Linked DNA regions of Rattus norvegicus: region 1 is linked to region 2. A link is a contact called in public Hi-C data. All regions are on one chromosome and are shown on one strand. Each heading gives the region's core, a stretch centred on a gene start, on an enhancer-like site or on the middle of the called end of the contact. The rest is flanking DNA. Distances are from core to core; before and after follow the strand shown. Region 1 holds the start of Plxna2 (plexin A2). Region 2 overlaps LOC102549394 (a long non-coding RNA gene).

Region 1 (3,473 bases), core at 795-3,294, 940 kb after region 2:
GAAGAGAACAGGATGGGTTTATGTGGAGGAGTCACTTCATTTAATGTGCCCCCATTCTTCATTTAAGGGTTTATTTCTGGATCACAGGGGGTGGGGACATATATCTGAAATTATTTAAATTGTATTGTAATCATCTCAAACTGAGATTAAATTGAGGCACTGAGAAGAGATAAGACCCCCAACACACACACACACACACACACACACACACACACACACACACAGAGTCACACAGCACTTGATTTAGAATTAAAGGCCCTGACATTCAATGGAGAGCTTTATCAGTTATCCCAGTCCTACAAAGGATGGTCTCAGGTGAAGCTGGCTAGACTGATGCTCCTCTCATTAAAAATATGGCAAAAGTGTTCCAGAATCTGAGAGCACCTTCTTTTTTAATCTACCTTAACAAAATGTGCCTTAAATCCAGGATACTCAGAAATAAGAGGATAAGGATTGTTTGGGTAAGGAGAGAAGACCCACTCATATGCAGACATAAACAATAATGGAGAAAAAAATAAATGTGAGAATCACCTGGTGTTTTATCAAAAATAAATGCTACATAAATTCAAAGGATAAGATAGGTGTGCATCATGGAATTCAGACTCTTTGTGGCTCCAAAGGACAAAATTGGCAACAGCTAGTGAAACTTACTGGAAACAAATTTTAGGCAATTAATGAATTGATTAATTGAAGAGCTTTTAAATGATCTAACCAGGTTTTGTTTTTAAGAATAGCTAATTGGGCCAGTGTCGTGGCATAAACCTTTGAGTCCAGCACTTGGGAGGCAGAGAGGCAAAGCAGATCTTTGTGAGGTAGTGGCCACTATGGTCTATAGTAGAGAGTTCCAGGACAGCCAGAGATACATAATAAAGAAAACAAACAAACAAAAACAAAAAACGAAAAAAACAAAAGAAAGAAAAAGAAGTAAAACCTACATTCCAAAACCCCGTGTCTCAAATATAGTCGATGAAAGTAATATTCATTCTCTCCCCCTCCTTACGCCCCCCAACCCACACACTGAGAATTCAGGCAACTGTTTTTATGCTTTCACAGGCACAACCCACATCCCTTTTTCTTTTTATACCGATGAAGAGTGTGGCCACGAGAGGGCAGTAGGGGACGTTTGTCAGATACTTTGACGTGTTGAGTAAACTCAGTATGTTCAGTCTCCATCAGGGAATTTGAAGACCCTGAGACCTTGCAGGGGTATGGCTTGCACAGGTCCTCATAGGAAAACCGGAGCAGAGACTGCAGATACAGAGACTATTAGCCAAGGAATCAAGATCAGTGAGCGCACCGAAGCAACCAGGACTGAAAATTCTCTTTTCTGGGGTTATTAAAGTTGTCTTAACCTTCTAGCCATTACCCTCCGCCTCCAGTATGAGGTGGGCTCGCAGGTCTGGATAAGGCAAACGCTCCTGATCCTCTGGTTCCCACTGCACCCACCCGAGTCAGGCCCAGCTCTATGTTCTCAGTGGAACAGGAAACCGGAGATGCAAAGCCAGGCTCCTCTTCAAAATGTAGAGATAATAATTATCAACAACTTCAAACCTCTTTTGGCAGCTCGCTGGATTTCTGGAATTTATAGGGTGGAGAAATTCTCTGTTCCGAAATCTGACACCCTATCTTAAGCCCACCAGCAATACAGGTTCCTCTGCACTCACCCCTAGCTCACAGGTGAAGAGGAAGGAGGGAAGGCTGTGCTCTGTGACAGGTGATGACACACGAGGGGATGGAGTGCTCTCTCATCACTCTGAGCCCCTCCTGAAGCGGAGCCAGCTAGCTCACCAGGCCCTGAGAGAGACCTGCTTCCCTAGACCCTTGGTACCACCTTTCTGGTACCTTGACTATTGACCGTGTCTGCTGGTCCAAGCCGAGAGTGGAGAACGCCTGCAGAGCGGTAGCTCTGCCGGGTTCTCGGGTGGACAGGCTAGGGTATTCATTCTGCGGGGGCGGGGCGCGTGGGCGGGGAGGGGGTTAACACGGCCTCTATGATAATGAGCTGAGCGGTAATATAGGAGGCCGGCTGAGGGCGCCGCCACCGGAGCCGAGCTGAGTCGCGCTGCGCGCAGCACTGTCCGCGCAGAGCCAAGCGGGGGCGGCGGGAGCAGCTGCCGGGATCCTTCAGCTGAAGACGAGCGATCAGATCTGGTGGACCCGTGAGCCGCGGAGCCGCGGGGAGCTTACGGGCCCGGTCGCAGACAGAGCTGGCAGCGGTTCCCGGAGGAAATAGGGCCGAGCGGGCCAGGAACAGAGGGGAAGGAAGCGCAGGATCGCTGATGTCAGAGCAGCCCGGAAAGTCGTGCCGGAGAAACCTGAAGACACCCGGCTTTGAGCCGCCCCGGAGAGACCCTGCGGGACCCCACGCCCCTTCGCAACCAGGTCCCTGCGCGCAGGCGACCAGGACGAATACGCGAAGACCCAATCCGGGGCTACCCCAGGAATACAGGCAAGCAGCCGGCGCGGGCCGAGGATTTTAATGACCCTGGGTTCCATGTGGACCAGGCTGTTCCTGTGACTCGGGTCAGGCAGGACTGGGCGCACGCTGCCCTGGGCAATCGCCAGACGAGCGGACGAAGCGGCGACGCAGGGACAGACAGACAGCGCCGAGCTGGGTAAGCGGCGCCCTCCGCCCTTTCCCTGAGCGCGCTCCCGCGGCGGTTCCTCCAGCGCAGCCACCCCAGGTCCCCTTGGGGTCCCGGCCCCGGCCCCGGCTTGGTTGTGGCGGCGAGTCTCCGCGCGTGATCCGCCACTGTCCAGGCTTCCGGGCCATAGATTCCGGCGGCTCTGGTGGTTCCGGCGCTCCGTGGTGCGCTTGTAACGCGCACCTGCCGGCTGTCTGCAGCTCTAGGGAGCGCCTGGGAGGGGAGGTCGTCCCAGGGTTGGAGTCCAGAGAGGGCCTTAGTGGCACTTGAGAGATAGCCTGGGGTGACTATGGCCGGAGGCCGTTTTGGGGGCGTTCACCAGGCAGTGTAGTCCCGGGTGGCCACTGACCCTTCCAGTGTTTCAGCAGACGGGAATCGAATTGGGAAGAGGGCATCCTTTGCGCGCGTTCCGGGAAGCTGTGAGAACGGTTTGAAAGCACTGTGGTTAAGTGTTTCTGTCCCCATCCCCCATGGCATAGTGCCCAGCTGGGGCCGGCCCCCTTGGTTTGAGCAACAGTGGTGCTGGTTGAAGTGGGAGTTTGTCCAGAGTCCAAGGGGCTCCTTAAAGCTCATTTCCTCCGTGAACTCTTTTTTGCCCTACCTCACGAAGTGATAGGATCTTAGAAAATTCCAGTTTCTCTTACTCATGACTAGTCTTCTTAAATGCTCATCTTGATCTATATGTCAAAAGCTGAAAATGTCATTCCTAGGGCCCTCAAAAATGTCCACCTGTTTAACATGACCCTTGCCCTGGGAGGAGCTACCTCTTCAAACAGCTCATGTAGAGACAGGCAGAAGAATAAGCTGGGGGAAACTTGGGAGAGCAGG
Region 2 (3,327 bases), core at 240-2,739:
CAAAGAAAGAAAGATACACCACAGGGTATCTTTGTCCCTGACTCTCTTATTTCAAAATCACCTGCACCGAACAAGAGACAAACTTAAAGGTCTACTCAAGAGTCCTCTGTAGACATGTGCAGTGGCCGGGAGTGTCCACACAGAGCCAGCGGCTCATGATTCTCCTATAGGATGGATAGAGACTGTGGCTCTTTGTTGTGGATGAGCTACTCGCTGGAGACTGAGTAAATAAACCCAGCAGTGTCCAAAGGATGGCTCTCAGCCTTGCAGGCAGACCCTCTCTTCACTTCTGTTGTTTTGTTCTGCTGCCTTCTCATCGTCTTGTACTGACAATAGTCGTAAATAACCGCAGTGCTGTAGAGAAATCATTTTAACAGCGGAGAGTCAAATAAATACATTAGACCTGACAGCTTAACTACGCACAGTCCATTTGGATGTGGTGGCCAGCTGCTCCCAAGGACTGCACTCCCAGGAGCAATCGCAAGAGGGCACACAGAGCTCACCAGCTGGGCTTCAAACTCAGGACTGTTCGTGCAGAAAGGAAAAGCAGCAGAACCCAGCCAAGGCTGTGTATTGTTTGTAACTTGGCTGGGAGGTAGAGGTTGCAGGTGGTGTGTGTGTGTGTGTGTGTGTGTGTGTGTGTGTGTGTGTGTGTGTCTGTGTCTGTGTGTATGTGTTTGTGTATGTATATATACGTATGTGTATGTTTCTGTGTGTGTCTGTGCTTGTGTGTATTTGTGTGTGTGTGACTGAGTGGGGTGAACCTGTGTGTGTGGGTGTGTGCGTGTGTCTGTATGTCTGTGTGCATGTGTGTGTGCATACGTACCTGTTTATCTCTGTGTGTGTCTGTGTTTGTGTGTATGTGTGTGTGTGTGTGTGTGTGTGTGTGTGTGTGTGTGTGTGACTTGTGCTTCCTTGACCTGTGTGGGTCCAAGACAGAACAAACATGCTATTTTTGTGCCCTTTTATCCCCTCACAGACATCTAGGACCATTCTTTTCCCACCTGGGTCTTTAACACTTGTAGCTGACACCCCTGTTTGAGCTGCCACTGCAGGTTCTAGACCTGCTGTCAAGTTCCTGGGATGTTTGTTTTTCCCATTCTGTGTTTTGCACTTATGGTGCTCTGGTATATGCCATGTGTTCATGTTGTCCACCCTAGAGGGCAATGTACCTTGGAGCCCAAGTTTCCTCAGGGCCAAGCACAGCCCTGGATTTCATCCAAGGTACTGAGTGAGCTCTAGGGTCCCATTTCCAGGAGCTATAGTTCTGGAACCATCATGGGTCAGACACTAATTCACCAACCAGTGCAAAGTAAATGGGTGGGAGGAGCAAGGTTGTAATGTGGCTATTCTCCTGCAGCCTCACACAGCCCTAAATGGAAGGCAGGCAGTTCCATGGATAGCTGTTCTACTGTGGATTCTATTCCCAGCCTAGAGAAATGAGGGTAGCTGGAGGAGGCAGAATATAGCTGAGGGAGGGACATCTCAGCCCTGCCCAAGCCCTCTATCTAGCACACTGGGACTGGGACAGGGAGGATGTGTGATCTTCCGCTCCTGTGCCAGGGTTGAGAGTTCAGAAGTAGTCACCTCACTGTCCCTGAGCTCTGATGCTGGTATGGGATCGCTCTCTCCTTGCTTGTCTTCCTGGGTTCTTAGTATCAAACTCCTGTTCATATAAACTTGGTTTTGGTCCCCTTAGAACCACCAGAGTAGTTGCTACAAAGGTGTCTTTTTTTCGGGGCTTGATTAAAGGGGACACATTTTAGGAATGGTTAGTAGCAGTCTTTGGATCTGTGATCATGAGAATACTTCAAGTTCTCTAAAGGGAGTTTAGACTACAGCAGGTCAGACACCAGAAAACACTTTCTGACACTGAAGTTATTAGATGCTGTGCAGAATCTTGCCTTTCTCTTGGGATCACATGACATCACAACATGTCCTTGTACCTTCAGAGCTGTAAATGTCTTTCTATCATCATGAATTGGGGCCAGGGAAGAGGGGCCAGGCATAGGACTGCCTACTCTCTACCATATGTTGCCTGATGGGTGCTGGCCATTTATGTGCAGACTGCAGGAAAGTAGTCATGTTAAAAACATCCCTCTAACAAATCTGATCCAAGCTGGTTCCAGTATTGTACAGTCCCATGGCCGCAGTAGAATGTTCCAGAGTGGACACAGCATGGAACTGCTGTTCATCCAAAGGTTTCTGCCAGGCATTTTGTCACTGAAATTGGGTTCCTGGATAGTCAGAGAGTTTTGGTGACCATGTTTCACAGATTATAGATGAGAAGAGCAGAGGAGAAAGTCTTCAACATACACACCAGGGCTCAGTGAGAAAATAAGAAAGAGGGAGAGGGGAGGAACAGAGGGAGGGAGGGAGGGAGAGAGGATGAAAACTGCATCTAAATCAGAACAGTCAGTGCTGTGGCTCCCAAGTCTCTGACACTGGACAAGTTCCAGCTTCTAGCTGTTCTGACCCTTGCTTTAACTCTCGGCTTTAGGTTGTTCTAACCCTTGGTTTAACTCTCACTTCAGTGTTCTGAGAGGCTTTTCTGCTTCTAGAATAAGTGCCCTTGAACCCTTTCTCCTTCAACCAAAGGTCCCAGAAGTCACAATGACTTGAGATCAAAAGGTAAGGCTGGTTAAGAAAGAAAACAGTGACAGCAAGACCCCCCTGCCTACCCTCCAGAGTCTCCCTTCCATTATGAATCAGGAACGGTCAGTGCCATCACCAGCTCTGTCTTTGACGCACAGTGCATCTGAACGTGCTCTGTCTGCCCTGGACTCTGCAGAGCTCCTTTGCCTTCTTCAGCCTCTTGTAAGACGTCCTCATCTGTGACGCTGTCATCCATGGTCAGGGCATGTGCATTTTTTTTCTGTAGCCTGTGCTCAGTGCTCTTAGAACACTCACCTGTCACCCTTGCATCCTCCACTCCAGACATACTTCAAGGACAGATCTGAGGTCTCTGCAAGGATCATAGACTTTCAGCCAGAGCAGGGAAGTGGATCCTGAAATTGCCCTTATGGCCACTGGTTGCCGGAGGACAGGTTGGTGATAAGGTGACAGACAAAAGGATATGTTGACCATAGGTTGAATATAACATAGACAGCGTCTTTCCCCTTTAACTTTTGCCCTTCCTTCCAACACGTGCAGCCCCACCCCAGCTCCTCCTCCCCCTTTCTCCTGCAGCCCATACCCTGTCTCAGGTCTTTGGCACTAGCTCACACGTTAGCATCTCGTGAACTGTTGCATTCAGAGCCCCCCTCCCAGAGCTTATGGCCAAGAAGACCCTTTAACTCTGAGGCAAAAGAGAACAAGGAAAAAGAA

Evidence for each region. Hi-C and Micro-C count contacts between places; a contact is called where the count stands out from the background.
Region 1: a Hi-C map of frontal cortex shows a contact between it and region 2, with 2.0 times the contacts expected there. The contact joins the promoter of Plxna2 here to the enhancer-like site in region 2. A contact is called at or near these places in 2 of 12 Hi-C or Micro-C datasets (Schwann cells and frontal cortex).

Annotation. Positions count from the first base shown.
Region 1 is chr13:108,689,486-108,692,958 of GRCr8, forward strand. It overlaps Plxna2 (plexin A2), which reads left to right and starts at 2,045. Exons shown (of 32, transcript NM_001105988.2): 1 at 2,045-2,615.
Region 2 is chr13:107,754,907-107,758,233 of GRCr8, forward strand. The region is part of intron 2 of LOC102549394 (a long non-coding RNA gene); the gene reads left to right. Among named protein-coding and RNA genes, the nearest start is that of Mir205, 190 kb to the left of the region's middle. Within about 2 kb of position 1,490, at least 2 of the 93 cell types and tissues checked have an H3K27ac peak or open chromatin away from gene starts, as enhancers often do.